Linked DNA regions of Mus musculus: all the other regions are linked to region 1. Evidence: chromatin contacts called from public HiChIP or PLAC-seq and promoter capture Hi-C data. All regions are on one chromosome and are shown on one strand. The core of a region is the stretch at or near the end of the contact, and the rest is flanking DNA. Distances in the headings are between cores, read along the strand shown. Region 1 overlaps Tns3 (tensin 3). Region 2 has its middle 36 kb from the start of Tns3. Region 3 has its middle 21 kb from the start of Tns3. Region 4 holds the start of Tns3 (tensin 3). Region 5 overlaps Tns3 (tensin 3).

Evidence for each region. HiChIP or PLAC-seq counts read pairs in DNA pulled down with a chosen protein or histone mark. Capture Hi-C pulls out chosen DNA fragments and counts their contacts.
Region 2: a promoter capture Hi-C map of adipose tissue shows a contact between it and region 1. The contact joins two enhancer-like sites. A contact is called at or near these places in 2 of 484 Hi-C or Micro-C datasets (adipose-derived mesenchymal stem cells and nephron progenitors), 1 of 115 datasets of contacts at active chromatin or transcription factors (pancreatic cancer cells) and 2 of 9 other capture datasets (adipose tissue and pancreatic islet).
Region 3: an HNF4G HiChIP or PLAC-seq map of pancreatic cancer cells shows a contact between it and region 1. The contact joins two enhancer-like sites.
Region 4: an H3K4me3 HiChIP or PLAC-seq map of craniofacial prominence shows a contact between it and region 1, with 4 times the contacts expected there. The contact joins the promoter of Tns3 here to the enhancer-like site in region 1. A contact is called at or near these places in 4 of 484 Hi-C or Micro-C datasets (Sertoli cells, embryonic stem cells, forebrain and 1 more), 4 of 115 datasets of contacts at active chromatin or transcription factors (craniofacial prominence, embryonic stem cells and pancreatic cancer cells) and 1 of 9 other capture datasets (liver).
Region 5: a promoter capture Hi-C map of pancreatic islet shows a contact between it and region 1. The contact joins two enhancer-like sites. A contact is called at or near these places in 1 of 484 Hi-C or Micro-C datasets (nephron progenitors), 1 of 115 datasets of contacts at active chromatin or transcription factors (embryonic stem cells) and 1 of 9 other capture datasets (pancreatic islet).

The regions. Positions count from the first base shown.
Region 1 is chr11:8,465,632-8,471,931 of GRCm38.p6, forward strand. All of the region lies in intron 20 of Tns3 (tensin 3), which reads right to left. Among named protein-coding and RNA genes, the nearest start is that of Tns3, 200 kb to the right of the region's middle. Within about 2 kb of position 3,075, at least 263 of the 459 cell types and tissues checked have an H3K27ac peak or open chromatin away from gene starts, as enhancers often do. A contact at or near this core is called in Sertoli cells, adipose tissue, craniofacial prominence and 6 more, where this site is marked.
Region 2 is chr11:8,697,686-8,703,985 of GRCm38.p6, forward strand. No RefSeq gene overlaps it. Among named protein-coding and RNA genes, the nearest start is that of Tns3, 36 kb to the left of the region's middle. Within about 2 kb of position 3,921, at least 83 of the 459 cell types and tissues checked have an H3K27ac peak or open chromatin away from gene starts, as enhancers often do. A contact at or near this core is called in adipose tissue, nephron progenitors and pancreatic cancer cells, where this site is marked.
Region 3 is chr11:8,682,068-8,688,367 of GRCm38.p6, forward strand. No RefSeq gene overlaps it. Among named protein-coding and RNA genes, the nearest start is that of Tns3, 21 kb to the left of the region's middle. Within about 2 kb of position 3,399, at least 51 of the 459 cell types and tissues checked have an H3K27ac peak or open chromatin away from gene starts, as enhancers often do. A contact at or near this core is called in pancreatic cancer cells, where this site is marked.
Region 4 is chr11:8,661,376-8,667,675 of GRCm38.p6, forward strand. Tns3 (tensin 3) reads right to left here and starts at 3,160. Exons shown (of 31, transcript NM_001083587.1): 1 at 3,104-3,160.
Region 5 is chr11:8,613,497-8,619,796 of GRCm38.p6, forward strand. Tns3 (tensin 3) reads right to left here. Exons shown (of 31, transcript NM_001083587.1): 2 at 2,244-2,355. Among named protein-coding and RNA genes, the nearest start is that of Tns3, 48 kb to the right of the region's middle. Within about 2 kb of position 2,530, at least 21 of the 459 cell types and tissues checked have an H3K27ac peak or open chromatin away from gene starts, as enhancers often do. A contact at or near this core is called in pancreatic islet, where this site is marked.

The DNA of each region.
Region 1 (6,300 bases), core at 1,825-4,324:
AAGCTTTTAAATACTTCTTAATAAGCTTTGAAAATGTTCCCTTTTATGAACAATGTCATTTTCAACAACTTCTGAGTGACTTATTACTCTGCTGTTTTTTATGGCCACTAAGATATTATCAACTTGTCTCCCAGCTCAGGTGCAACATAGGCTACAAAAATGACAGAGACCTTGATAATGCTAGAAAACCGACCAGATATCAGAGTGGACTGGAGCCATTGGGGAATACACGCCTTCCTACAAAGACCTACTGTGAAGTAGGATGGGTGGCTTTCTGGGCCATGAGAGTCTTTTCCTAGAATGTACACAGGAGAGACTATGTATGATTAGATCTAGTCCTTTATAGCCAGCCTGCCTGCCTGTCTGTCTGTCTGTCTGTCTCTCTCTCTCTCTCTCTCTCCCTCCTCCCCTCCCCTCCCCTCCCTCCCTCCCTCCCTCCACTCTTCTTTCCCTACTCCCCTACTTACTCATTACTTTGAGGAGGCTCCAGAGAACATTCTGGAAGCTTTTCCAGCTATATCCAGTCTCTTAAGGAATCTGGTCAGGCTACTACTGTTCACCATAGTCTTTTAGACATATTTAACCAAGTACTCACCATTTAAGGCTACTCAAAAACAAATACCATACAGAAGCCACCACCCAAAGTTGTGTGTCATAGGACTGCAGGTGAACCAGTTCCCTGGTTTCATAGGTTAGAGTCTATAATGGGCCCTCCTGGGCCTTCACTTCTCCCTGCAACCTGTGATTCCAGTACCTTTAAGTCTCAAGTTAGTTCCAGAATGAACAGCAGTGAAGCACAGGGACAAAGTACTCTCTATAGCCCCAGAATGGAAAGCTGCTTCCAGAGGTGCTGAGCAGCTGTCTGAGCAGCTTCCATGTATCACTGGCACCTACCAGCCTGACCTGCTTCCCTGCGGAGGGCAACTATATGCCTTTGTCTGTTCTCTCTAAATTAAAGACAAGAAGGGGGGTTGGAGAGGTAGAGGAAGGAAGGAACCAGGACGACAACAGTGGCCACAGAACTGGGAGTGACCACAGTCCCGCCCTCACCACAACTCACTTTCTCAGAGCTTTAGGGCAGGGCCGAACACGCCGTAAGCATAGACCTGCACATTGATGGCCACCGCCCATCACTCACTTTCAGGACTGCAGAGAAATCCTGATGCCGCTGCTTCTCACATCATTTCCACACAAAGTAAGAGGCAAGAGAAGCAGCCAACTCGGGTTAAGTGCCTTCTGTGTACGTGACAGGCACACTGCTAAGACACATGCAGGCACTACCTCACCTAATCCTCCGACATCTTCCCATACACATTATCAGTCCTCCCTTAGGGACCAGGAGACAGATTCTTAAACAGTGAGGGAGGGAAGCTGGTTCACAGGAAGTCAACAGGAACCTTGTCTCCCATCAGTATCATCAAGGTCTCTGATTCTGCAGCCCACCGCTGGAGCTGCCTCCTCCACACGCACGCACATGCAAATGACAAGGAGCCTGCTGTACAGGCTTGCTCAGAGCCAAGGGAAGCTGCATGGTTCTCGGTGAGAATTTATAGCCTGGCTGCTGTGCTCAGAACACAGAAAGGGTCCCCAGAAACTCCATACCATAGGTTCCACCTAGGCTGGTGGTAAACATGAGCTCGGTGCCAATGCAGACAGATGGAGACACTTCGCATCTCACCTAAGACTAGGAAAACATTTCCATCCGAGGCGGCCAACTTTGAATCTACTGACAGACATATGGGATTCATGGAAAATGATGGTTTTATATGGATTCCATTAGAAGAACAGGAAGCTTTTGAAAAAGCATTTGACTTAAAATATCTCTGGCTCTTAGAAGGGACAACACATAAAACTTACAACCAGGAAGTTTTACAACACATAAAACTTACAAGCATGGGGCAGACCCTAACCTGCCGGGGCTTGTCATGGGGCTTATGCAAGGGCTTTCTCTCGAGAGTACGATCTGCCCCGTGATGTGAGCTGTAGCGCACAGCCTTGTATCTGTAAGGATCAACAGATGCTGCAAGAGACCACATTCTTCCTCCCTAGCCACTCACAGCCCTAAGATTCTCCTACCCGACATGTGGGGGAGGCAACCCCAGTCCTATCCCAGGAGGGAAGGACAGCTAAGGTACCAGTCACCCCGGCTGCAGAAGCTCTGCCGGAATCTGAGCACATCAGTCCAGTCAATGCCTGTTTTGTTTCAGTGTTCATGGATTTGCTTAGAAATGCTACCTTTGCAGGCTCCAAGCATAGAAGAGATGAGGGAGCCTCATTAAAAATCCCAGCATCTGCTCCACAGGCTGCCTGCCTCTTTAGTGGAAACAACTGCCCTCTGGGGAAGCTGCTCGGGGAACACTCTCCTGAGGGCTATGGGTTGGGCTGTGACAGAGAGAAAGGGGCAGGCCCACGATCATCAGTTTGGGCAGAAGAGTGCACAGAAAGCGGCACACATTCAAACCAGGCTTTTGTTCATCCCTAAGGAGCTCCACAAAGTTAGAAAGCGTGCCTCCCCTGAAAGACGGTCCCTAAGAGACTTGAGAAACGCCACTAAGTGATAAGGGAACTCAGAACAGAAAACTGTCTGGCTATCTTTCCATGCCCCAGTTCACCTAGGTGTCCTGGCCATTGGCACTGGGTCTGTCTGTCTCCTCCTCCCTACTCCCACCACTACCCTCCCCCACATCCCAGATCAGGTTTCAGCAACTGGATGTGCCCAAAGGAACCAGAGCTCAGAGACACCAGGGACACAGAAATAGCTCCTGGAGAAGCCACGAGGCCAGCTGTTGGCTTACCTGGGCACCTGGGGTCCGGTCAGTCCATGGAAGGGCCTAGAATCTGTGAGCCTTGTTAAAGGCACTCTGCAGGGTCTGTCCCCAGCAGCCCCGGGTGCTGAGTCCGGCCCAATGGCGTCCCCCACCCACCCTGGGAGGGCTCAGTGTTCTGCCAGTCCCCGGGGGAGTCAGGGCGAGAGGCGGGGCTGCCACCTCCAAAGAGGCCCATTCAGAGGGCAGCGGGAGAGTAGGTCGCAGGAAAGAATCCCGGGATTGTTGGGCGGCCGCGGGCTGCTGCGGGCCGCCTGCCCAGTCAGTGCCTCCAGACTTGGCCCCGCCTGCTCTCTGCTGCAGTTCGCTTCCTTTCCATTCTGCTTCCCTTCTTCCTCCTCCCCCTTCAAGTTCGGAAAAACTTCCCGGCCAAAACCCACCACAACTTAAAACCACGCCGCCGAGACCAGGGACACCCAGCGGAGACAAGGGGCAGGACAAACAGCCACGCCCCACACCTGCCCTTCGCGGCAACCTGAGGACGCAGGAGGAAAAAGCCAGTGGGGTTTGACTCTGTGACGCTGAGCCACAGATTCCTTTCCTGGTAGAAGGGGATCGCCTCGCCCCAACAAAGCCTTCACCACAGCCCTACACAAGGCAGCCAGGAGACTTCAGCTGCGGAAACCCACTCCTCAGTATCTGCTCAACTGCAGATTTTCCTCCTGGCTGCAGTGGGAACCAACAGAAACTGATCAGGAACCAGCCTGTTTCATTGGGCTTTCTACTAACAGGTTCTGGGAAGCATCTACATCTAGATCCCCTTCTTCCTCCTATTTCCTTCATGTGTTTCCCCCATATGGAAGGGCCCCCCAAAACATCAATTGAACCTCTCGACAGCCTTCAAAATTGCTTACAAACACCAGTACCTATTTTAGTCTGAGACATTTTCTTGTGCATCAAGTAGCATACAGAGTCTATTACCTGAGCACTAAAACACAGCCTGTCCAGCAGCACTCCACGTTTTACCATGAACTGAAGGCAACAGAGTCTCACTCACTCTGCAAATGTGAGCTTCTAGAAACTTCTAGAACATTCTCCCTGAACGTCTCAAAGAGAAGTTTCTCATGTTCCCCAAGGGTTGCTTCCTGGCCAGCATGTGCCAGTGTTGATTTTACTTCATTATCGCAGGCCTCTGCACAGAGGTAAGTTTCCGGCACAGCTTGCTGACCATCTTGCTGAATCTAAGCCTGCCCAACCCCGCAGGTCCCAAGAGCAACTTGATAAGGAGAGGCCCTCATTCCAGGCCCATTCAGGCCACGTGTCTAGGGCCCAGCCAGGAAGACCCCTGAGAAGACACTTCCTCCCAGTTGTTTATATGCCTGAAAACAGCTATCCCTGCTATCGGAAATGCCTGGCCCCAACCCAACAGGATCAGCGGCGGGCTCAGTGAGGTGGGTGTACCAGCCTTTCCAGTCCACGACTTCCATCAGAAAAAGGTCTAACTCCTCTGTGGGTCCCGTCTACCCACAGGCCAGAGGACTGGGGGTTGTGACCGTGTCAAAGCCATGACCCAAGCAGCTCTGAGCAGGCCTCCTCACAGACTTGCTCATCACCCCCGCCCCTCCTCCCGCTCATCTGCGGCAGTGTTAGGGATTGAGATGGCTTGGAGGGTTCCTTCCTTTAGGAAGAAAGTCATTCTCTGAAACCCCACTGTTTCCCCTAGGGATCAGGGTCAGAACCTGGACAAGAGACAGCCACTGTGAACCAGCAGGATGCCCATGGGAGGACAGCAAAACCACAGCAGAGCACAAATAGGTGTTAGGACCACCGCCCCAGGAATGGGCTGAGCCAGCCTTCACCTTTGCCAGCAGGATGACACCTGGAGCCTGGCTCCACATACTGGGGCTCAAGCTCACTGAGGAGCTGATGCATTGGCCCCTTGATGGGAAAGCCTTGCCTTTAACTCTACTCAATATTAAAAAACAAACAAGCAAACGATGAACCCATAACCTTAGGCACATCTTATCACTGACTGAAAGCCCCCTCAGCCTCCTGAGTGCTGGTGATACAGCACTCCTGGTGCAGCTAGAAGGCTCAGGCCCTGGCTGGAACTGTGTAGACGGACACTCCCCTAGAAAAAGAAACCAGGTGCTTTGTGTGTAAGTTGTAGGTTTCTTTACAACCCACCTGACAGCCCTGGGAAACATAAGTGGGCAATGGTGATGTAACCTGCAGGTCCTACCTGCAACTACAGGAACTGCCCCCAAGACAGAGCCAGGTGGACCCCCAAACCACCAGAATAACCACCACCATAGCTGACAACCCCGAGTCACTCCAATGCCCTTTTCCTGTTTGTCTGAGAAACCACTGTCCACAGTTGAGCAGACCCAAAGAGAATTCTCCCTGACAATTCTGCAGAGAAAGGCTTTAAAACAAAACACACCCCACACCCAAACCCATGTGCCCGCCACCTCATGGTCACCCAATGCCATAGCCTTCCGAGAAAACTAAAATCCAACAGCTGGTGACACTGACTTTCTACCAGTGTGCCATGCTGAAACCCAAGGAACACCAAATTTACCCACAATACCCTTTGGAACACTTTCCCCCACAAAGACATCAAGTGGCTGCCTGTATTTCTCTGTAAATGTGCTCACTGGTCGTTCCTCACAGGTTCGGGCATAGCAGTGCACAGTTCCTATGTAGCACTAATAGGGTGATACACTCTTATAGGAGAATTTGCTGACATGACCATCCATGTGCTATGTATTATGCATCTGTGTAGAGTGGGCTTCTTGAGATCCTCAGTTCTATGTACAGATGAAAACCATGATTTAAAAATGGTGCCTGTACTATACATGAATGGACTTTCTGCTCTGACATCCATCCCTAGATGATACAATCTAGATGGGAGGACACGTGAAAAGGGTAGACAAAGCCCACACTGTCATGCTCAGCACACCAGAGAATGGTACACATAGGGTTCCTAGAGCCAATACCCACAAGTCCTAGAGGAAGGGTATACATACTATCATGGGATCTAAACAAAGGCTGAGATACATAACTGTACTGAAATGGCCAGCTCCTTCTTCTGAGAAAGCTCCGTGATCTAACAGAGTACCAGATACCTCAATAGGCCCCAGCTGATTGACAGCAGGGAGCAAACAAAATGTTCACATCTTCATAGCTCTTAGCAACTCAGTTCATGTGCCTCTTCATACCTCTCACAATTCAGATCTACCACACACCAAGCACAATGTGGCACCCTGGCCAGGAATGCTAGCCTGAGGGGACAGTGGCACCAGAGTTATAGCTGAGACTCCAGAGTATTACACCATTCTGACAACTAAGGCTGTGTGACACCTAGCCTAGTCCAGGTGGACTGGAGGAGAGGGCCTTCAGAGAAGAGAGACAAGCACATGACTGGCCTGCCCGATGAGACAATGCCACAATTGTCCTCTGCTTATCCTTTATACTGTCTTCCAAGCTGTCCGCACTTGGGCGCCTACCTGGTTCAGTGTCCTGCACCCCCAGC
Region 2 (6,300 bases), core at 2,671-5,170, 230 kb after region 1:
TTTTCTTTTGTCCTGACACTTTGGTTGGAGTGGCGATTTCTTTCTTTGAGACCCTGAACTTATTCCTAACAGTTGGAACACATACTTTTAACTGCTGAGCTATCTCTCCAGCCCACTAAACTGTCTTTTATTGCCTGTGGTTTTGGTGTTGCATCAAAGACAACATTGGCAAGCCAAGTGTCAAGAAGCTGTTTCCTTTGAGTTTAATAGTTTTTATTTTTACAATTAGGCCTTTGATCGACTTGGAATTAATTTTTGTCTGATTAAAATCTTAAATTTATTAAGATTTGCTTTGTGGTCTAGCACATATTCTAAGAGGACTTGAGAAACTGAAATCTTCTCTTGGTGGGTTGGATGTTGCCCATGTGTCTGTCAGGCATAATTAATGTACAGAGTGCTAAAATCGTTTCTCTTTCCCCTCTGCCTCCTTCAGTCCCTGCTGCCCTCCTTCTTTGTCTCTCTTCCTCCCCCCTTCCCTTTTTCCTTTCTTTGTTTTGTTTGTTTTATTTTTTGAGACAGTCTCACTCTGTAGCCAAGGTTTGCCTAGAACTTACTATGTAGCCCAGGCTAGCCTCAACCTTATGGGAGTCCTTCTATATCAGCCTCCCCCAGGGCTGGTATTACAGGCATGGACCCCTGCACTCCATTGACTTGCTGTTCTATTGGGGCATTGGTGGTATGGTCCTGAGAACGCCTGCTGGTTTTCCTTGAAGTTCCAGCACATTTTCACTTGCAGCACGTTTTCACTTCCTGCCTGTTAGCTCTCTGAGACTCCTTGAATCTCTTTGTCATTGTCTTTTTGGTGAGCTAATTCTTTAATGAGTAAACGAAGTTCTGCTTTGTCTTTTACAATGACTCTGACTTACTGCCCAACACGTTTGATATCACTACCTCCTATTTTTCTTTTGCTGAATACTTGTGTGAAATACCTCGTATTATTTCTCTTTAAATCCATGCATTTCTTTTAGCATGCAACATGTGTGTGTGTGTGTGTGTGTGTGTGTGTGCACCAGGAGCTGGCACCTGGAGATGGCACTGCCGACAGTCATAAGCTGTCCGATGTGAATGCTAGGCACGGACTCAGGTCCTATGGAGGAGCAATGTGTGTTTATAAGCACCAAATCATCTCTTTAGCCCCTAGTTTGTTTGTTTAGAGACAGGGGTTTCGCTATGTAGCTCTAGCTGGCCTGGAACTTGCTTTGTAGACCACGTTGAGCTAAAACTTTTATCAATCTGCCTACCTCTACTTCCTGAGTGCTGGGATTAAAGGTGTGTGCCACCATGTCTAGATTAATTGGTTAGTTGACTTGTGGGTTTTGTCCTTTGTTTCCTGTGCTATTCACTTTGTTTTCATGCATTTGTGGATGGATGTGTGTTGCAGTTTGCTTTACTGTTGCTGGGATGAACACCATGACCAAAAGCAACTTAGTGGAGGAGGGGGCTTATTTCAGCCACATTTCCAGGTGATACTCCTGTTCTGAAGCAAGTTGAGGCAGGAATGCAAGATTGGAACCTGGAGGAGAAGTCACAGAAGAAGGCAGAAGGCTGGAGCAGCATCCCACCCTGGAGCCCTTGGCTGCTGACTGGCTCACTTTCTGGCTCATGCTTGCTTAGCTTTCTGATGCAGTTCAGATTCACCTGCTTTGTGTGCTGCTATCACAGTGGGCTACCCATGCATCAATCAGTGAACAAGCCGGTCCTCCACAGGCCGGCCAGTGTGATCTAGGCAATTCTTCAAGTTTGCTCTCTCTCTTCAGGAGAGGCTCCATGGTGTCTCAAGGTGACAACAAACCCCAGCACACTGCCCCATGATAGAGAGTTTAATCATGTTCATAAAATTAGTTGTTGCTAGGGAAGGCTTTAGTGTTGATACTCTGTGATTTGTTCTCAGTCTTGTAACATTTTTCTCCCTCCTTTCTTTCATTCTGGGGTTGCTTGTTAGCATGGTTGGTTAATTGATTTTGGTGGGAATACATTTTAAAATCTTTCTCATTTCCTGGTACTTCTTTTCCTAGTTTGTATATAAGCTCCTCTGGAAGATTACTATATTAAATTATTATATTAAGGTTCAAACAACCCATTTTAAGTTGAACTTAACCCCAGTTGCACACACAGGCATTGCTCTTCACAGCTCTGCTCCTGGCATGGGAATCTATGGATGCAGTACATTCCTGCTTCATAGCTTGAGTCCCTGTGAGCAGACTTTTCATGAATTTGCCTTTTGTTCTTGGTTTTATTGAGACAGGGTCTCAGGCAACCAAGGCTGACCTTGAATCCCTGATTCTTTCATCTTCACCCCCTAATGTCAGGATTCCAGGCATGCACTCCCGCCCGCCCCTCTGATTCATGCATTTGCTTCCTTTTCAACAGCTTGGTGATGTTCCCTGTGCCTTGGAGGGGATGAAGTGGCCTGTTTTTAGGTGTGCCGACCGGTTTTGTTTTTGTTTTTTGTTTTTGTCTTTTTATTGTGTTTGACTCCACGGTTGAACATCCTTCGCTGACATTTTCTATTCAGGTGCTGCATGTTCTCAGCACCAGGGATTCTATTTCGCTTCCTTTCATCTCGTGGGCTTTCTTTCTCCATTCCATCATTGTCCACACTCCTCTGTGTTTTCCTTTGCTCATTGTTCTGTGTTTTCCTTTAACTCTTCCAGCACACTCAAGACACCATTTAAGTCCTTTATCGGGACTCAATCTGATGTCTGGGTTGCACCAGGCACGGTTTCTGCTACGTTGTTTTGCAGACTGGGAAGTCTTTTGCTAGTGAACATAGCAAGGTCTGAGCTTGAGATCAGCTCAGAGCTGATAGTCATAGACTATTCTAAGATTTCCTTCTTCCTTCCTTCCTTCCTTCCTTCCTTCCTTCCTTCCTTCCTTCCTTCCTTTCTTTCTTTTTTTCTTTCTTTTGTTTCTTTCTTTTCTTTTTTCTTTTTTGTTTGTTTTTCGAGACAGGGTTTCTCTGTATAGCCCTGGCTGTCCTGGAACTCACTTTGTAGACCAGGCTGGCCTCAAACTCAGAAATCCGCCTCCCAAGTGCTGGAATTAAAGGCATGCGCTGCTGCCACCACCACCTGGCTGCAGCTGCTTTTACGTATCTAAATTTTTGTAAGTCATCTAAGGGCCATAGTCTGTTGTGTTCATTTGCCCATACACCCCATCCCCCACCACACACACCTGCAGGTGAGCAGTGACTGCTGCTTCCTGTGCCCCTTTCAGTATGGAATTGGAGCTACCACTTTTTCCTGTGTGAGCACAGAGCGAGGTGAGAGAGACCAGTTCTTCAGGCACGTCATAAAACAGCACACAGAACTTCTCTCCCTCTGGTTTGAAGGGTGGAAGCAGAAGTTGAGCTGTGGCTCTCTCCCACCAAGTCATACCAGGGAGGAGGTGGCACAGAGAAGTTAAAATGTCCTTAGTGTGCCTCCGACTTGACTGGACACTTACTTGGCTCCTCTAGCGTTTTGAGTGTTTCTGAGAGTCTTCTAAAGTCCTTTCAGCCAGTGTCTTCCTAGGAAAAAGGGGCCCAGAGCGTCCTAATTTGAAGTCCTGTGATTTCACTCCATAGGCATGCCTGTTTTTGAGTTTTGTTTCTGCTTTGGCTGTGATAAAGATCATAGATGTCACTGCATAACTAGAAAGCAAGACTCGGATTCAGAGAAGTTACAGTGTCCAATATGTGTGGGTAAAGCCCAGATCACCAGGCCTCAAGCTGGGAACATCTCTGTCTAAATCTCTGTGTCCTATGAGGCAGAGCTTTTTGAACTTGACTCCTTGAAACAGCAAATTCAAACTCAAGAGATTTGAGGAGGGATCTGAGGTGCCAAGTTTCCATAAACATCAAGCTGTTTCTCTGTGGGCAGAGTGACCGTCCACAGTGAGACACAACAGCAGCCTGACTTCTGGCGTGTGTAGGGGTGCGGCTCAGTGATCTGGGTGGGAGGCTGCTTCCTTCTTTTCTCAGATTGAAGATAAAAGACTCTACACACAGGGCTTTTAGGGCCTCTCCACTTGGCTGTGAAGATATCCTGAGTTTAACTGTAATTCCCAAACTTTCCCACATTATTCCTAACTCCCAGGCTAAGCTTTGGAATCCTGAAAAACTCCTCACAAGGAAGGGTTTGAAGTGGTCTGTGCTGTACCTACAAACACTAGGGCCCCTCCTCCACACCCGTTCTGTTCAGTCCCCTGATAACAACTGATTAGAAGTGACCACTGAGGATCTCTCCCACGGGATATCGTTAGAGGAACAGGAAATGCCCCTCAAGATGCATGTCCATCCATTCAAGCAAGACTGGAGAGAGACCACAGAGTTCAGGCTACCACAGTATGAGGAAGCTATGAAGAATCAGTCCACTGCTCTTCATGAGGCCGTGTCTGTACTCATTCCATGAGTCACTTAGCTGAGGACAGTGCATCTGAGAACACGACAGGGACAGAGTTTGGGAACCTTCAGAGGGTCCCCAGTAGCCTGTCTTTTGTTTGCTTGGCTGCAGACCTATCCACTCATTGGAATGTGGTTTTGAACCATCCATGAGCTGTCTCTGGGCTAATGTGGTTTTGCCTTGGGCAGTATTATGGTGCTTTAGATCAACCAGCCTCTTGGGATGTCCAAGAAGCAAAACAACATTAGTCCAGAGACAGCTCCTTAAGTCCATAATTGACAACAGACAGAAGCTATGTCGCCTGTGTCTCTTCGCTGGTCAGGAGTATGGAATGACAGCAAACAGGAGTTCACACCCCATACAGCTGCTTCCTATCAGTGGCCCCAACAAGAGTCATCGACAGTCAGCTCTGCTCCTCTTCATTTGTCTGCGCTGCTCCATCAGATAACCTGTCTAGTCGGGGGTCTTTGATATCAAGTGAAACTGAAACAGGCTACTGAAACATCTCTGTTTAGGAAAGGGGCAGCATGTAGCAAGGAGGAGTCCAGGTTTGTAAGTGCTCACAACTGACTTGAGTTTACATTATGTTATGAGAGGGCCCCATAGCCAGATAAAGTGAGAGATGAAGTAAACATTGACTAGTGATTGAACATGTGCCGTGTCATTGGCTCTGAGCACTGTGGATGAAGGTTAAGAAAAACAAATGAACAAACAAACAAACAGAACCACATGAGCGCTTATGAGCTGGGCATTTCAGACTAAACTTCTGATGTGTTTTATGTTGGTCTATGGACTCATGCTCTAAAACCCTTGAAGGATCGTTTTGTTTGTTTGTTTTTTTGTCCCCCCCCCCCCCGAATCTTTTTTTTCCATTTTTATTAGGTATCTAGCTCATTTACATTTCCAATGCTATCCCAAAAGTCCCCCATACCCACCCACCCCCACTCCCCTACCCACCCACTCCCCTTTTTTGGCCCTGGCGTTCCCCTGTACTGGGGCATATAAAGTTTGCAAGTCCAATGGGCCTCTCTTTGCAGTGATGGCCGACTAGGCCATCTTTTGATACATATGCAGCTAGAGACAAGAGCTCCGGGGTACTGCTTAGTTCATATTGTTGTTCCACCTATAGGGTTGCAGTTCCCTTTAGTTCCTTGGGTGCTTTCTCTAGTTCCTCCATTGGGGGCCCTGTGGTCCATTCAATAGCTGACTGTGAGCATCCACTTCTGTGTTTGCTAGGCCCTGGCATAGTCTCACAAGAGACAGCTATATCTGGGTCCTTTCAGCAAAATCTTGCTAGTGTATGTAATGGTGTCAGCGTTTGGGAGCTGATTATGGGATGGATCTCTGGATATGGCAATCACTAGATGGTCCATCCTATCTTTTTCTCATCATCAAGACAGAAGCTGGGGATCTGGGATGTAGTTCACTTGACAGTGCTTGCCTTGAATTCACAAAGCCCCCAGCTTGATCCACAACACTGTAGACTCCAGGCGTTTGCACTCCTGCAGTCAGAAGGTGGAGGCTGGAGGGTCCGAAGGTCAGCATCAGACCTTGGCTTCAGAACAAGGTTAGGTCAGCCTGGGCTGCAGGAGACCTTGTCAGAGAAAAGGGAGAGACAAAAGAGCAATTGCTCCCTTTCACACCATGCTGCCCTTCTCTGAATCTCGGGTGTGCCAGCCTGAGATGGTTTTTGGGAGGCAGGGGACTAACTGTCCTGTTTTGTTGGCCTCCATTGACCGGCCTATTTGAGTTTCTAAAACCTTGTTCATTCCACGGATGTTTGATAATTAGAGGGTCCTCATTGACTCCATAGTCATTCCACATTAAAGCAAGAAAGGCTGCTGGGTTTCTGGATTATGAAGCAACCAAGAGCAGAACAACACAAAACAAAAAACAAACCACCACCAACGGAAATAAC
Region 3 (6,300 bases), core at 2,149-4,648, 220 kb after region 1:
CCCCACACTTCTCCTAGTCTTTATTCTGCAGTTGGGTAGGTAGCCCAGTGCACAGAATGTTGGGTTCCTTGCTGGCTACCCACTTCCCATCTGAATTCTTCTCACTCCCCACCCTCTTTTCATCCAGATACAACCTCTATATGGTCCCAAACACCTTCAAGTCACACTGTAAGCCTGTAGCTTCAAGTGCCGGGTGCTCCCTCTAGGTTGGGTCTTTTACTTATCTTTTAATTTTTTGAAACTACAATATAATTGTACTATTTCTCCTGTTCCATTTCCTTCCTCTAACTCTTCCTTTACTCTGTCTCAAATTCATAGCCTCTCTTTCTTTCTTTCTTTCTTTCTTTCTTTCTTTCTTTCTTTTTTTAATTATTACACACACACAGTCTGATGCCCTTTAGTGTTGCTTGTATATACATGATTTCAGGGCTGACCAATTCACATTGGATAACTAACTTGGGGATTCTTCCCTGGAGATGAGTGTCTCTCCCTCTTTCAGCACCTTGTACTTGCTTGTAGTTCTTTGTTTAGGGGTGGATCCCTGAGAAACCTTCTTCTGCTGTGTTAGCATGTCTGTTGGTATACTTCTTTAGGTCTTATTTAGGCAGTCACACTGTAGATGTAGCACAGGTAATTTAGGTTAGTTCATATTTCTGTCTGTCCCCATATTTTTGTGGGTGGTACACAGTGATGTTTATGGACTAATTAATTAACCATTCTACCTCGTCTTCTTTAGCCTTTGTTGTCATCAACACATCATATAAATATTGAGCAGGTATAACCTGGAAGGGTCTCTGCAGAGACCATCAAAGATGGACCAGATTAAACAATGTAGTAAATAGGATAAAGAATGGGTGGGTCCCTGTCTTGAGACAAAGGTGTCACAGAGTGGTCCAGACTAAGTAAAAAGGAAAGATGGTACATTCTTCTGAAGTAGCCAAGGTCAGGTCCATGGCACAAGCTGGCCTGGCCTCTGTGTGACAGTCACATGCACTCCCTGCCAGAGGTCTTGTTGGATTGGTACCACAGTGTGACTAAGTGATGGAGTGGGTGAGGCTCACAGACAGTGGGGCTCCTTTTAAAATATGGGTACTGGGAACTGAACTCAGGTCATCTAGGTGTGCTCCTAACCACGGAGCCATTTCTCCCGCGATTAATACCTATTTTTGGAAAAATGTTTACATATATATTTATATATCATGCTCCCCCGCCAACTCAAAAATAAGCCAGGATAATCATAGATTATTTGGAATAGCCAGTGAGATGAATGAAGAAAAGACCTTTTCTGTGATCTTACCACTCAGGACCATCCTGGTGGATTCAAATAGTGTGCTACCTAGACACTTACAGGAGCCTGTGCATAGCCATCCAGCTGCCTTGCTGCCCTCCTCCTGGGCATTTTCATTCACCATTTAATAATGGAACAGGGAAGGTGATACTCTTACTCACAAGTAAGGGTTTTCACTACTAACTATACCCTGCTAGGTCTTCACAAACTCAATTTGAAAGGGAGCAAATATTAATCCATGGTACTTAATTCTCCCAGAACCACTGCATCTGGGCAGGCTTCTTCCTTCCTGGCTGCACCCTAGGATCTGGACAGAGGGAGGGACTTGGTGTAGAGAAAGGATTTCTGGAATTTCTCCTTCCTGAAAAAAGGGGGCAAGGGGTGTGGGAGTATTTTCCACTCTGAGGTCTCTGCTCAGGTCAATGAGAGCATCACCCCTCCCATTCACTCCACCCCCTCATAAGGAGGAAAGGACCACTCCTCTCATCCTCTGAGGGGAGAGGATAAGAGGGAAGGAAGCAGGAGTAAGAGTTATGACAGCTGTGAACGGAAGACTTTGGCCCACTCCCCTTTGGGCTTCCTGTAGCCAATGTTGAGCTGGGTCCTGCTATTGTGATGGCAGCTCAAAGAGTGATGCACATTGGGATGCGCAGCTCAAAGAGTGCCAGGAGTGGTGGAACACACAGAGAGGGACACCCTATCACCCACTGCTTGCATCCAGTACTGAGCACCAATTATTTACTGTTGACGTGGCCCTAGAAGGTCTAGTACCTGTAACTGTGCTGGGAGCAGATACATGGAATCTCTTTCTCTCTCTCTCTCTCTCTCTCTCTTCGAGACAGGGTTTCTCTGTGTAGCCCTGGTTGTTCTGGAACTCACTCAGTAGACCAGGCTGGCCTCGAACTCAGAAATTCGCCTGCCTCTGCCTCCCTAGTGTTGGGATTAAAGGTGTGTGCCATCACGCCCGGCTACATGGAATCTCTTGATCTGAGGTTACCAGCCTGGCTTGAGGGCTGTAAGAGGCAGGTCAAGGGCAGAGACCCACACTAGGAGTGGAGGGGAGGAGTTGACTCAGCAGCCCAGGAGACCTGAGCCAGCTGTTGTGGTCACCCAGCTGCAGAGACACCTGTAGGGTATACTGGATGGTGCGACTGGAAACCAGAAGTAACCTTTCCTGGCCCTCTCTCATGCACCCATATACTTCCCCAGTGCCCCATATTAAAGGGAGCAGAGTTGTCTAACCGCCAAACAGCCATTCCTCCTTTTTAGAGGCCCACCAGTGTCCAGGGTGACCCTTGGACACCTGAAGACAAGAGGGGCTCCGGTCAACTGTCTCCCAACTTAAGGATTCAGCAAGTGACATGTTTTACTCCAGTGAAATCCAATTACCAGCTTGCATCTTTTACTACTGCACAGCAAGGCCTGTCATGAAGCATGGCAAGTGGAACCGGGGCTGAGCTTGATCAGCGAATTGCTTTTCCCATTGTTGAATGATACTACGCCACATGCAGAAGTCAGTCCTGCTTGCAAAACCTCAGTTATTTCTCCTGCCGCTGACATCAAAGGAGCCATCCCTAGTGTGGGCTCTGGCTTTGGCTCCCCTGTTACTTGTCTTTGCAGGCGCTCAGGCTTCTGGTGGCTGGGGACGGTTGGGTTGGTTTTAGATGTGGAGAGTGGCAGGAAGGCTCTCCATAGAGGTGGCTCTCAACCTGTGAGTCACAACCCCCTTGGAGGGCATCTAATGACCCTTTCTCAGGGGTCACATAGTGATATCCTGCATATTAGATATTTACATTATGATTCATAATAGTAGCAAAGTTACATTTATAAAGTAGTAACAAAATAATTTTATGGGAGGAGGTTGCCACATGAGGAACTGTGTAAAAGGATCTCAGCAGGACCAGTCCTCCATAGTAGAACACACTTGTGGCTCACCCTCCTGAGCTAGGGTCTGGTCCCACTCACTCCCTAGGAAAGACATCCTGCAGTGACTCAGCAGGGAAGAGGAGCAAACCAACTGAAAGATGTCATCACTGTGGGCAGCAGAAGTCAGCGCTGTGGTTTGAATGTCCCTGTCAAAACTCACACTGAGCTGGGTGTGGTGGTGTGTGCCTCTAATCCCAGCACCAGGGAGGCAAAAAACCAGAAGCACCACCGTAAATTCATGACCAGCCTAGATAGGCTACGTGGGGAGTTTCAGGACTGTGAGGGCAACAGAACAAGAACCTTATCTCAACCAAAATCCAATAAAATCTCACCTTGAAATGAAGTGCCCTCTTTGTGGAATTAAAAGGACAAAAACGTAATCCACTACACTGTTTGAAGAAGGCACCTTTGGGAGGCGATTAAGGTTGAATACTCCTTTAAGGGCATTTGATACAATGAGACTGTGGCCTAAGGTTGGGTAACAGTTTCAGCTGGGTTTGACACATCTTTTCCTGCAGTGAAGCTCCTTAGGCAGGAAGGTAGAAAACTCAGAAAGTCCCTAAAACAGACCAGGTTCCCTAGACCCTTCTCTGCCGGAGTAAGCAATAAAAGCTGAGAGTTCTTCAAAACTAGCAGAACTGAACTACAAAGAAGATGCCAAGAGCAGACCAGCCACCTGAAAGCAGCAGAAATCAGCACAGCTGCCTGAAATAGGTTTACACCAACCAAGTCACCTGAAAAGAACACTGCCCAACCTGTTGAGCAGTCTCTCCAGATGTGGCATCTGATCCTGAGCCTCTTTCTGTCTTTAGAATATAAACTGAATAAGCCGTTTTGTTATACATTGGTCCATTTGTGGCTTGCAGTTTCAGTAACAGAAAAGAGACTAACAGCCAGTGGCTTGTGCTCTGTACTGGAGGGAGCCTTGAAGTTCTGACTCACCCCAGTCACCTACAGAGGGTCACTGGAGATGCAGGTTCCAACTAGCCCATGAGGCTGCCTGAGAGGGCTAGGGAAGAGGTGGGTTAAACAATCCAGCCTGGAAGCTGGTGAGTTTGGGCTACAGGCAATTGCCAAAACAGCCTCATTACCCCTGGTAGCTGACAGGGACAGGAACAGCTAAGGAACCTGGCCTAAACTCAGGAGCATGGAAAGAAAATGGGTAATAAGTCAGGGTGGGAGAGATCTAGGCATCTCAGACTTGATGAATCTGGCAGGAGACATCAGTGAACAGCCACGGGAATTGATTGACAAGGGGTGCTGCCCAGAGATGCATCAAGAGGCGGAGGGAAAAGGAAAGGGAGAGAGCAGATACAGCCTCAAGTTTTTGAAGAGGCCTCCTCTGTTTTCCTGGCAGAGCCCTGTTGAAAGCACAGGTAATTAGAGAGGCTTGTCTGTGTACCTTGAGCCTAGTTACCTGCTGATTGGAGTGGGAGTACAGTCCCACCCCTTACCTGTTCTCTCACTATCTGTGGGAGTCAGGGTTCCACAGAGGCTGAGCTAACTGAAAACTCATGATTAGAAGATCAACTCAGTGATTGGGGCTGGGTAGTTCCAGTGTTGTCTGCGGGCAGGAGAGCTGGGGAAGCCAGGAGATGCTGAGCTCCTAAGGAGCCACAAAATAAGAGTCACCAACGATGCTGCCCCAGACCAAGATGAAGGCCTGGAAGGCCCTTGGAGAGTTGCTTGTGCAAGTCCACATTCAAAGATGGAAGATCTAGATTCTGATGCTCATTGGCAGTGCCAGCATTAAAAAGCATAAGAATATGAAATAATAGCACTTGCTCAAGGTGAGCTGAGGGTGTGCATGCGTGCGTGCGTGCGTGCGTGCCTGCATGAGCTCCCACATTGCCTTTCCTTCCCATCCAGGTCCCAGCCCCTTGTGATAGGGCCACCCAGGGATGGTCTTCCCCACCCAGTTCACTCACCCGTATGCTAATCATCCCTGGAGACCCCCTCACAGGGACACCCCGAAATGTGTCTTACTGGGTTCCAGGTGATTCAGCCTTGTGTAGGTTACCAAGATCACCCATCCCACCCAAGATCACCCATCCCACCCAAGATCACCCATCCCACCCAAGATCACCCATCCCACCACCTTCCCTAGGGCTCCAGGGCTCTATCCTGCCGGAAGGGAGAGTTCATTAAGTTTGGAATTGATGTTTGAATCTCTGAAAGTACTCTAAGAGCTGACAGACCATGATACCATGATTGGATATCAAAGAAATACAGAAAGCACATTGAAAAGTCAGTCTTCGTAGAAATGGTGAGTTGAAGCTTTCAAAGTACACCTTATTTTCACCTTCTGAGTTGAGTGCTAAAACTGACAACCATTAAAGTGTTATCTGGGTCTGTCCTGGTCAGGGTGCTAGACACAGACTAGAAATCCCGTGACTCCAACAAACACTCAGGGTCCTCACATTTAAGGGGTCCTTCTTAATGCCCTCCTCAGTATTGTTGTGTGGGGTTCAGTACACTGGTGCTGGGCATGGACCTTACATAATATGGCACCTTAATCAAACTTGGATGCCATCTGGGGATGTGCCTGGCTTCTGAATGGCTTGAATGTGAAAAGAGAGTATATCTTCGAACTCTAAGAAATACTCAAGGCGTGAGGTCCCCGTTTACTCAGCGCACATTCTCTGGAAGAATAAGCTACAGTAGAATTCAACGCTGACTTATACCTCCATTGTTGCACCTTCCTTCAAAGGTGGGCCTTAATTTACTGTCCTGTCAATTGAGTTTGGGCTGGATTCATTGATGAAGAACACTGCCTGGCAGGGGTAGTGGTGTGTGGCTTTGGAGACTGGGTCCAAAGAAGGATTGGTGGCTCTAGGCCTACATGGCTGACATTGGGGAACAACACCTATACAGTACATCAAGGGTTAGCTTCCTGGAGTAGCCTATGTGGGAAGAAACTGAGGTCTTTAGTCAAAAGCCTGTGAGTGAACCTGAAGTCAGAACTCCAGTGCTGGAGGAGCCTTCCTGTGATGCAGCCCCTGCAGGCAGCCTCCAGAGAAGACATGAGCCAGGACTAGACAGCCAGACTCCATCTGCATTCCCATCCACAGGAGGCAGGCTATATA
Region 4 (6,300 bases), core at 1,910-4,409, 200 kb after region 1:
AGATATGACAGAATGGGATCCCCCCCTTTTTTTTTCAAGACAGGGTTTCTCTGTATAGCCCTGGCTGTCCTGGAACTCACTCTGTAGACCAGACTGGCCTCAAACTCAGAATTGACCTGCCTCTGCCTCCCAAGTGCTGGGATTAAAGGTGTGCACTACCACTGCCTGGCGCCCAAATTTGGTCTCAATGTAAGAGAATGGATGCATGAGTTTTGAGACTTACTTTGTTTGTTTCCTTCTGAAGTCCTGGTTATTGAATCCGAGTTCTCACATGCTACACAAGTGCTCCACCAAAAGATACAGCCAATCCTCGGGGGTTTTGAAATGCAGTACATACTCCTTCTCACCTACGCTAAGGAGTTTAAATGCCATTTCCATGTGGAGAGTCCACTGAGGATACATAGGCTTCACCGTGAGTATTAGGGGTAATTGTGCTCTGGCTGTGAACACGCTCTACTCTCTGAGAAGCACAGGGTGGCTAACACTTAACCAATACCTACTGAAGCAGCCAGCCTGATCCACTTATTTTAGCAGAAATGGTGGCAGGGGCTCTGAGTAGATGAGGCTTGCTCTGTGTCATTAGGTCACTGCTGGCAGGTTTCTTTCCAGGTGAAATGAAGATGCAACCTGTTCTCCCCTGCTTCTGGGTCCTACAAGAAGGGGCCAGGTTAGTGCACCTCTTAACGACCTTTTGCCTAGATCCAATGCCTCGGACTACCTGGTAGGTGGCATGGTCTCATAAAAGTGTTTTACTTTCAGAAAGAAAAAACTAAAGAACTTTTGCTAGCAGTACCCCAGTGTTCCCCACATCCAAGTTCAAACACAGAGTCAGAACAGGCTTCCCCTGAACATATCCATTGCTAACAGCAGGCTGACCCTAAGCAACATAATGTGGCTCCAGGGGCAGACTGCATGCAGATACACCACTAGCTCCCAGACTTTGGAAATTTGTTGGTAATTTTCCTCGTCTGTAAAATTGCTCCTTGTATCCTGGGCAGACAGAAGCTGTGACTGCCAGACAGACTCAAATACCCTCTTCCTTTGATATCTTCCACTCCACCTTCTTGTCTAGCTGACTCCTTGTCAGGCCTTGGCTATACCACGAGTATACCAGCTCCCCTGGAACCTTCTATAGCATAGTAACATATTTGATCTTGTGAACTATGAAGTCAACATTTGCAAGTAGCTCAGTTTCAAAACACAGCAGGCCAGAGAGACACTTTGTAAAAGCTAATCGATTTGCATTTAGGCATATGATGTTCCCTGAAGCAACTACTTTTTTTTTTCTATCTTCTTAGTGGTTAGGTTTCGCATCTGCTGCTGCGGATAGCTTTAGCAGCCTCGGCAGAGGAGCTACCCTCAGTGGAAGAACTGCTGCTGTCTGGACAAGCATTCAAAGCCAATTGCCAGGGAAGCAGCAGCAGCAGCCAGCCTGCAGGAGCCAGGCCATAGAACTCAGACATTGTGTCCCAGAATTCCAGCTACTCCTCCACATTTCAGCTTCATAAACAGGATACTTGGCATTTCTTTGCCCATATGCAAAATGGGTGTGATAATCCCACTTCCCTCTTTCTTCCAAGAATCATTGGGTGAGATGAAATAAACAACAGGCAAAGAGTTTAGTACCACTCAGCCAGAGGTCCTTATTGCCCTCTGTCATTCTTTGGGGGGGGGGGGGGCAGTCACCATGACTTTATCGGAGGTCTGGCTTCTTACCAATTGCCCCAGTTAGTTCTCCAGGACCCAGCAAATGCACCCCCTTGTCTGTGCCCCCCTTCCCTCACATAAACACACACACGCACACACACACACACACACACACACTCCAAGTCCTGGCCTAGCCTCCTACAGCTTCCAGCTGCAGCCATCCCCGCCCCCTTCCTGGTCCTCAGCACAGAAAAGCCTTTCTTAATACTTGTTGATTGATTTGCAAATATAACCTCATAGGCCCCAAAGAGGGAAGCAACAAAATCACAAAGACAGTCAAAAATCTCTTTTAACAGGCAAAAAACTAAAAGCACTTTTAAAAAGTATTCATATGAACAGACCAAAGCCTCAAGGAAATACATCAATATGTCAAAAGGGTTAGCTCTGATGGGGTACACATTATTACTATAGTAGCTCCTGTATTCTTGGTTTGGGGTGTCGTTTTGAAGCTCTATACAGTGGAGCAGAAGGCACAACTCAAGAAACAAAATTTGGAGTGGGCTGTGACAAAGCCGAGGGCGTTCCAATCAGTTGTGGTCACCCTAGATAGTGCGGTCTGCTGGCCCCAAGCCCTGGAGGGAACTTTTTGTGTTCAGTCACGCTAGAGAGTCGGGATCACCTGCTGGCACCGGCCAGAATGCCAGTTGGGGAAGGAAGGGGTTCGGGGTCTCTTTTTGCGGCATAGACTCTCAAATCGATCCAAGCAAACGTCCCCAGGGGCAGAACACAGAACTACACAGAAACCCCGGGGCCCAGGACCCTCCCTCCTACTTGTCAGCTACAGTGCCCGCGTGCCAGGAGACACGTGCCACAGGTGGCCCCCAGGCCTGTGCCTGCACTCGTACTCCTCCGAATAGTGGGAAAAGGCGGGATGAGACCCCTGGCTCCCAAGCAACCGAAAGGAAAGGAAAAGAGGCACACAGCTCACTTGCCTGGAAAAGGCGGGAGTAAAGTCCTGAGAAGTCTCATTGCAGCCCCAAGCGGCTCCTCCGTCTTCTCTTCCCTAACTGTCTCAGGGAGCAAAGTCCGCAGGGCCGGGGCGGCGATAGTGTGGTTCCGCCCCCGCCCTCCTAGCTAGGCGCCGGGCGCCGCGACCAGGACCCTGCCGGCCCCGGAGCTCCGGCCCGCGTCGGCCCGAGGACCTGGCTGAGCCCCAGACTCCCGATCGCCGCAGACCCCCTGGTCGTCCTCAGTCCTGGATCCCAAGCGCCCTTCCCGGGTGCCCCCGCGCCTTGTCCCTACACCCTCAACTGTCTCCGCGCCCAGGTTTGGTGTCTGCTCGGCTGCAACCCAGTTCCAAGACCCCGAACGCCCAGGCTCTGGAACCTGAGCGGGGGCCCCAAACAAAGAGTGTGGCGGCGTGTGGCTGCCCCTGCCCTGCTCCCGACCCTGGTACCTGGGCGAACCCGCAGCGCGGTCCGGCGGGGCGATGGCCGAAGCGAAGCTGGGCTCCGAGCTGCTCGCGGGCGGGCCCGTCCTCCTGGCTGGCCGCCCGCGCCCGCGGCAGGGCCCCCTCGAGGCGGCTCCGGCAATCGCTACGGACCGCCCGCGCACCGGAGCCCTGCCGGTCACCTGGTCTCATCTTCCTAACAATGTCCTGCGTTTCCAGGTGCTGGACACCCGCCCCCCGCACTCACCCCCTCGGGTTCCTGACCCAAGGGATGAGCTCTTTAAAATACCCTCCCACTTCGCTGGCCTCCCTAAATACCTCGGGGGCCCCAGTATTCTATAGGCTCAACAGTTCCATGTCTACGTAAGTGCACCTGGGGAGGGAGGTTCGAGTCCCATTCCTGCAAAACCAGTTTATTGTTTCATCCAGTGTGTCTAAGTGCTGTTTCTGCCAGGAGGAAGTCCTACAATACCCTCCAGTGACTTATTATCCCGTGGGGCTCTACGTGTATCAAGCAGCAGTCTCTAAGACAGCCCAGGATGCTCCAACAGCCCCTTCAACATCCAGAATTCACCAGGCAGGAGGAGATGATGGTGCTGGGTAGAAGTCCCTTGACTTCTTAAAGTGAACCTAGCAGGAGAGAATACGGTTGAGGCTGGCAGGAACACAGGAGAAAGAAGATCTCCTGAACAGCCTTTCTCAGATGAGGACAGAGCAAGATTTCTTAAGAGATCCCCAAGATTCGGATAGCTGGGCCTCTGTGTCCATTTTCTCATTGCGATCTCCAGGGAATGATGGCATGCCATTGCATGGTCTTTCAAACACGTCTGCATAAATGAGATGGAATTTCCATCAGTTTCTAGTGGACACCAGCAGCCCTTAATATCTCTGATTCCACTCCGGGAAAACACTCCAGGTAGCTTTAAAAGAGGGTAGAAATTGTATCTATCTGCTCGGTGCAGCCACTGTCTGAGGTTACCAAAACCTGTTCAATTCTTGCCATATTGTGCCTTCAAGAAAAAGCCAGGCTTGCCAGGAATGGTGGAGAAGCTGAGCTAGGAAAGTAATATCTGGTGGATCTGTTTACAGCGCAGCCTTCACAAACACTGAGGTGAGGCCCTGGATCCTAGGCCAGGCTAGAGGCCGGGCCACACCCTGTTTCCTCTCCCCCAGGTTTGGGAAGGCTATGCCTATCTCTGAGAAATGGAGACATTGGGAGAAGGAGATGTTGCCTGAGGCAAAAGCTTCCCCAGGCCCTGAGCCCCAGGCCCTAAGGAATGAAACAAGCATTTCCCTAGCCTCTGGGAGTCCCACGGGTCATGGGTGAGGAACAGGATGCTTGTAAAGGAGCCTTTAGAGGGGATAGGGAGGAGGTCACAGTCATTCTGCTAGAAAGGGGGACAAGGCAGGAACTGTTCCTTTGCCTTTGACCTGGTAAGAAAACACCCCCAAAATCTTAACTTGACATAGGTAAACCAAGTGGTGGGGATCAGAGCACTGTAAGGTGAGGATCCAAGACTATCCAGATTCCGTGCTGTTCTCTCAGATGTTTACCAACAGCCTACTCACTCCAGCCCTCCAGTCACTGGGTTGCCTTGCTTGGTCCCAGCTGCCCGAGGGACTGCAAGAATTTCCACAAGGTGTTCCAATCACCCTCCTTAAGAGCTAATGTGGGAAAGTACTTGATAGCTCAGAATAAGGAAGACCCCAGGCAAGGCTGGGATTCTGCATCTCTGTACCAGGAGCCTCTGCTAAGATCTCCCTACTCTGTTTTCCCTACCCAAACTAAATGGTCCCAGACCCCTGTCCCTGCCCTCCCTGCGGGGATAGTTCCAGTGTGGGATAGATTCTCTAATTAGATCCTTGTTTCTAGAACAGTGAAGTGGGGGCCAGTGCACGTAATGTCCGTCCTTACGTTCAATGCTAGTGTTCAAAAATAAACTGAAAAGAGAAACTGGACCATAGTATCTTTGAGCACCCCATGTCTGGCTGCTCCATGGTCCCTGCATCTTGTCTACAGGATGAACAAAGAAAACTTTGGATGATTGACCTGGGCCTGGCTTATGCAGAGCTGAGCACCATGGGGCCTCCTCACTTCACATGCCATGACTTTATATTTCCAAAAACTTAAAACAAAAACAAGGCATGAGCAATTATCAGCCCCCCAAAAGGAGATCATGTGGGGTCCCCCCCCCAGGCTTAGCCCTCCAAAAATGTCTCAGAGTTTAAAACAAAAGTGTCAAACCAATTTAGCTAAAGAAAAGTCTGCTGAACTGGCCCCTCCCTGCGGGTTCCCCCAGCAGGAGAGAGCGCTGGTGGGTCTGGTGCTGTACCTTCCTTTCTCAGCCCCCAACCCCAACCCCTCTGGGGCCTCCTTGACTCTTCCCAACTGGAGTCTAGATCTTCTTAGTAATTTTGTCCTTGCTATGGGGACTGTCTTTACCTTGACAAAAGACTGATAGGATACATTTGTATCTCTAGATGGATGACTTAATGCGCCCCCTTTCACTGAAAAGAAATTTTGCGTTCCCTTTCACTGAAAAGTAATGTTTCCAGACCTATTGAACAGCAACAGGAAACACATGAGAGGTGGCTGCATAGCCTGCAGTGCTGTGAGGCAGCCCGGGTTTGAGTGTGAGCACACTACAAGGTTTTGCCTTCAGAGACTGCTCACTATGAGCCTTCTTCTTTTCCTTCTGCCCCACAAAGGAGCAGATCACATTTTGACAGCACAGGCTTCACACTGCACCCCCCCCCCCACAGGCTCATCTCACTTTAGCTTATTTATTTAGATTATTTTTTTAAACAGGTCCTTGCTATGCAGCCCATGCTGTTCTCATCGTTCTCTTGTCTCTGCCTCCCACCTGTTGGTGGAGCACTACAGGCTGGCCCAGCCCTTGCCTACACTGTGTCTAGAGTTTCCTACAAATCTATCATCAGTTGTATGTGTCGACCTGAAAAGGGGGAGGGATGTGCAGACTGCTGACCAAACGTTGTTTGGGGACATTTTTTTTCTTTTTTGTTTGGGGTTTTTTGAGACAGGGTTTCTCTGTGTAGCCCTTGCTGTCCTGGAACTCACTTTGTAGACCAGGCTGGTTTCGAACTCAGAAATTCGCCTGCCTCTGCCTCCTGGGTGCTGAGATTAAAGGTGTGTGCCACCATGCCCGACTGTTTTGGGAAATTTTCAAAGGTGTTCGAAATGC
Region 5 (6,300 bases), core at 1,280-3,779, 150 kb after region 1:
AAGTAACATCCCTCGATGGCCTCTGCATCAGCTCCTGCTTTCTGACCTGCTTGAGTTCCAGTCCTGACTTCCTTGGTGATGAACAGCAGTGTGGAAGTGTAAGCTGAATAAACCCTTTCCTCCCCAACTGCTTTTTGGTCATGATGTTTGTGCAGGAATAGAAATCCTGACTAAGACACAAGGGGACCCAAGCGAGGGGACCTGAGATGGAAACGACAGGGAAGCAGTCGACATATTCTTCAGCACTATGTAGCAGAGGGCATCAAACTGGAATACTACAGCCCAGACAGATGCCCTTGAACTCTAAGAGGACCACACTCTTGGTCCATTCCTGACTCACTATGTTACATCTCCAAAACTGATCAGAAGAAAGGAGAAAATAAGCCAAAGAGATCCCAGCACTACAGAGGCCCACCAGGGAAGACCCTGAAAATTTTCCACAAAGGAACTACTGGGTGTGGCAGTGAAAGCTACGATCCCAGCACTCAGGAGCCAACCTAGGAGCAGGAGAGTCCAAAGCTAGCCTCCTGAAAGGAGAGGGGAGGCAGAACTAACACTAACTCTATGGAGGGAACCCTAACCCCCCACAATTGACTGGACACCAAAGAATGGTCCCCCGATCCTTCAGGGCTTCCTGGGCTGTGTGGTGGACCCCATAGCCTCATCCAGCCACACATTCATTATGGAGATGCAGCCACCTGGAGTCACAAAACAATTCAAACTTGCACTGACTCTAAGATTTAATCATCAAGAGAAAAAGCCAAGTGGGAAGGGGAGGGGGCATGAGGGCATCAGATTCAGGGAGAGCAGGAGAAAGAGAACAAAAATAGGAGAAGGGGGCAATCTCTACAATGTGCCAGAGACCTGGGATGGGGAGCGGTCTCAGTGTGTTTATGGGGGCAACTCTAGCTGAGATTCCTAGCAGTAGGGGATATGGATCCTGATGTGGCCACTTCCTGTAGCCAGACATGACTCTCAATGGAGAGGTAAGATAAGGACAGCAACCTACCCACAAAACCTTGAACCCAAAATGTGTTCTGCCTACAAGATGTGCAGAGACGAAGGGAATGGCCAACCAATGACTGCCCCAAATTGAGACCTATCCCATTGTCAAGAACTAATCCCTGACACTATTAATGATACTCTGTTATGTTTGCAGACAGGAGCCTAGCATAACTGCCCTCTAGAAGCCAACGTAAAGAGATGCAGAGACGCACAGCTAAACATTAGATGGAGCTCAGGGAATCTTATAGAAGAGTTGGGGGAAAGAACTGAGGGCCTGAAGAGGACAGGGATTTCATAAGAAGACCAACAGTGGCAACTAACCTGGACCCTTGGGCTCCAACCAAAGAGCATGCATGGGCCGGACCTACCACCTGCACATATGCAGCAGATGTGCAGCTTGGACTTCATGCAGGTCCACCAACTAGAGCAGGTTTGTCCCTTAATCTGTTGCCTGCCTGCCTATGGATCCCGGTCCCCTAACTGGGCTCCCTTGTCTAGCCTCAGTGGGAAAAGATGCACCTAGTCCTGCAGTGACTTGATTTGCAGTGGGTGATACCTAGAAGGGGTTCCCCTTTTCAAAGAAGAGGGGGAGGTAGGAATGGGGGGGAAGGATCTACCTGAGAGGGGTACTGGGACAAGACAGAGGGTTGGTATTGGGATGTAAAGGAAATAAACACATTTAATCTTTTAGAAAAGGGAAAAAGAAAAAAAGCCAAGCTGGTGGCTTGGTTTAGAGACAAGATCAACATTTTCCACAACCAGGCTGAGAGATGCCAGCACACAGAAGGCCCTAACTCAGGGGCTGGAGAGATGGCTCTTCAGTTAAGAGCACAGGCTGCTGCTTTTACAAAAGACCTAGATTCAATTCCCAGCTTCCATATGGGAGCTCACAACTGTCTATAAGTCCAGTTCTAGAAGATCTGACACCCTCACACAGACAGACATGCGGACCAAAAAAGTGAAGTGTAGGCTGTAAACGACCTGCCCTGAAGCACAAAGTGCCCACAACAACCCACTAATAGCTCTGCTCTTTCTAGAAAACTTTCCTTAGGAGCCTGCATCTTCATAAACATGGGAGGCCCTGCCAGGTGCTGGGGGATGGGGGCTGAACAGAGGCGCAATGGGGAAATTCCATGACTTAACTTCTGGAAACTCCCAGAGGAACGACTGTCTACGCGTTACTGTTTGTTTAGCTTGGGTCTAACGGGTGAGAGGTTCAAGGGCACGGACTTACTTACCTCGGCAAGCAATCCCTTGACCGTCAATGGTCTGTCTGCACACTCCACAGACTCTGGGCTTTTTAAAGTCCTTTTTCTTAAAGTTGTGCGGACACGTGGTAAATTCTCCCGGCTGGAAGAGTAAAGGAGGAAACTGTCAGAGCTTTAGCTCTTGCATCTTTTTCTTTTTTTGTTTAAGGTCTTTCTCGGGAGATAATAAATCTAGTGAGCTTTGCACACAGCCGAAAGAGGAGCTTTACCAAGCCAACTCCAGTTCCCTGAGCCAGAGAATGGCATTCTGGAATCCAGAGGGCAGCTCGCCCTCTCTCAGTAGGCGCATCTCCTAGGAGGGCATGAGGACTGAGACATTAGGCAGCCACCCAGGTGATAATGCACTGCTTGCAGCTAGCAGGCTTACATCATCCACTACAGTAGCAAAGTAGCCATACACCCTTCCAGACTCTCAAGGCGCTTCTAGAATAAAGGACTATCCAAGAGCAAACAAGTTAAAGCTCACTGCGTAGTTTCCCCCTCAAAGATGTCCCTAACTATCCACTAAGGTTCTGACTTCTCAGGCCAGTGGGCTAGGTGTGTTGTTCTGCAGAAAGGAAGGCCCTGGCACGAGCCAGGGATGGACACACACACACAAACACACACACACACACACACACACACACGCACACACTGCCTCCTTAACCTTGATGGCAAGCGTTAGTATAAGGACATTAACTCTCATCTACCAAGTTCCTGTTGGTAGAGTCTGCTCTCAGAGCCTCTATGTGAGGCCCTTAAAAGATCATTCACTGTTTTAAAAACAGCTTGTTTGCTGCTGACAGTCCACGCATGATCTAATAACCATGTGGATATTAGTCAACGTCAACACACACACACACACACACACACACACACACACACACACACACGAGGGGGGGGGGGGGCTTCTGCTCTCTCACCAGGATCATTTAAATTTACTGAGAAAGTAAAATGCATCGTTTATCTCCTGTTCTCAGTAACAACTACTTTGGAGGAAAAAAAAAGTTTGATAATTTCTTAGAAGCTTTCCAAAGTATGACAAGGTAATTTAAAAAGGACCTGCGGCTGGGCTGCAGGCAGTGCTTTACTTTCTGAACAGACCCCAGCCCCCACACAGTATGGCCAATGACTTTTCGAGACAGGGTTTCTCTGTGTAGTCCTGGCTGTCCTGGAACTCACTCTGTAGACCAGGCTGGCCTCGAACTCAGAAACCCACCTGCCTCTGCCTCCCGAGTGCTGGGATCAAAGCCGAGCGCCACCACTGCCCGGCCTTAGACTAATGTTTCTAACACTTAAAAAACTGTCCCAATGCTGGGCAGTGTGGTGGTGGCACACACCCTTGATCCTGACACTCCAGAAGCAGAGGCAGGTGGATTTCTGTGAGTTGAAAGCCAGCCTGGTCTACAAAAAGAATCCCAGGACAGCTAAGGCCACACAGAGGAACCTTGTCTCGAAAAACCAAACTGAACCAAACCAACAACAACAAAAGAGAAAAACAAAAACAAAAAACAAAACAACAACAACAAAAAAAAACCTGTCCGAAACAAGAAATAACCTAACTATATATAATAAGGATGGATTTTTTTTTTCAAAAATGTTGGAAAAACACAGAGGTGCATACTCTCTGTACCAGTACATGGGTAGTAAGTTCTAAGATGCTTGCCACCACATCTGAGTCAACAGAAGCAAGAAGAGTCACCGAGTGCACTGCAGGGGGGAGGGAGGACCCTGAAGGAGCGCAGATGAAGCGTACAAGGAAGGTGAGAGATACAGATCTGAATAAAAATCCTAGGAGGATGTTCGGACCTAGTTTTAAGGACCTCAGGCGATGTGAAACAGCATGACAGCATTTTTATTTACTTAGCTCTGCATCCATCTGCAGGATGGATCCATTTCCACTGCTGGTGCAAATGTATCAGCCAAAGATTAAATGTACCTTCATACCTAAAATCATATACGAAATGCACAAAGCTGTTGTTTTTAAAACAGCGAAGCAGGAAATGGAGGACCAGAAATGACGGACAGCGATGAGGATGCTTTGGCCAACAATACCCTTCTGCACCAAAGTGCTCTGAGGCTGAAGTCCTTCCACGGGTGATGTCCCACAATCTCAGTTTGTATAAACACACTGAGTGCTACCAACACAACAGCAACAGCGCCTAATGATACACACCCTAACTATATCCTAGTTAGGGGACTCAGGACTGCACTTCAGAGGCAAGAATAAGTTAAGGTGAACTTTCTGTCTCCCTCCCCCCACCACTGCCTTCTTAAGAGACTCGTTAGGCTGCAGAGAAGATCCAAACTGAGTCCAGTGAACCACCCCTGTTGAGAGAGGAAAGAAGTTTCCTAGACAGGGCACTGCAGAACAATGAGCTGCACAGCTCTTAAGGTCCGCAGAAAAGCCCTTAAAAAGGATGAGCACTGAAGAGCTTGCTCATCAAGAATACAGAAAAAAACCCTAACCCCCAGGACTTCCACCACTCACCCTACACCTCACAAGATTAGAATTGGGCCCTGTGTTCACTCAAAGCTGAGCATAGAGTTTGCTTACTAGAGAGCAAGAAGCCGAGTTTTGCCTACAACTGGAGCAAACTCTACAGGAAACGCAGAATATTGCCTTGCAAAGATTAACTCGACCACAGTGGCTCTCAGCCTCCCGAATGCTAAGACCCTTTCATACAGTTCCTCATGTTGCAGTGACCCCCAACCGTAAAACTGTTTTCATTGCTACTTCATAACTGTAATTTTGCTACTGTTATGAATCATGATGCAAATCTCTGCTATGCAGATTATCAGATGTATAACCCCCTGCGGAAAGGTCTTCGAGACCCACAGGTTGAGAACTGCCGTTCTACAGTGCCTGTCCTCCTTGGCCTATATAAGCTATTTGAAAACCACTGCCCTGAGGCTGCTACCGCTGTCCAGTAACAGGACTGCATTTCCGAGAAAAGGCACACCAAAATACCACAAAGACCATCAAATTTCCCAGAATCCAAACAAAGTAAAACTGATGTAGGCTGGCAGCCAGCCAAAAATTATCAGACACACAAAGAGACAAGAAAACAGAATCCATAAATAGAAAATAAACAATGGAAAGAGATTGAGAAGTTAAAATTAGCAGACAAGGACATTAATGGTATACGACAATTGTAGTACATCTACTTAAAATGTATAGAGCTGAAAAAGGCATAAAGATCCAAAGAAAATAACCACACAAGGAAGTGGAGACTTCTGAGGTTAAAAAAAAAAATATATATATATATATATATATATATATATATATATATATATATATGTGAGACATGATTATTGGCCAGTTACTCAAAAGACAGATCAGTGAACTTAAAAATCACATGAAAACCTGTCAAAACGAAGCAAATAAACAAGGCAATATACATAAGCAAGCAAATGGGCATCTACAGCAACAGGAGGATTTTTATGACCAATATACAGTTACCTGGGGGCTGGTGAGATGGCTCAGTGCACTGACTGCTCTTCTGGAGGTCATGAGTTCAAATCCCAGCAACCTCATGGTGGCTCACAAATAAAGAACCTATCAGCCAGCCAGACATGGTAGCACACGCCTTTTTTTTTTTTTTTTTTTTTTTTTTTTTTTTTTTTTTGGTTTTTCGAGACAGGGTTTCTCTGTGTAGCCCTGGCTGTCCTGGCACTCACTTTGTAGACCAGGCTGGCCTCGAACTCCGAAATCCGCCTGCCTCTGCCTCCTGAGTGCTGGGATTAAAGGCATGCGCCACCACACCCGGCTTTAGCAGCATGTTCTTAGCACACAAAAGAAGCCATATGCCTGTTAGCACTTTCACCCCCTTCCTACTTCTCGCCACATGGATTAGTCTACTGAGTCTCGAAAAACCAAAATAATAATAATAATAATAATAATAATAATAATAAAATTTTTAAAAAAAAACCTATGGGCCAGAGCAAGAGGGAGAAAGGGAAGGGGGAAAAAAGAAAGAGAGAGAGAGAAAGAGACTTGGTGTGCCCGAGCACAGAAGGGGTACTAGAAGAAATAATGACTAGAACG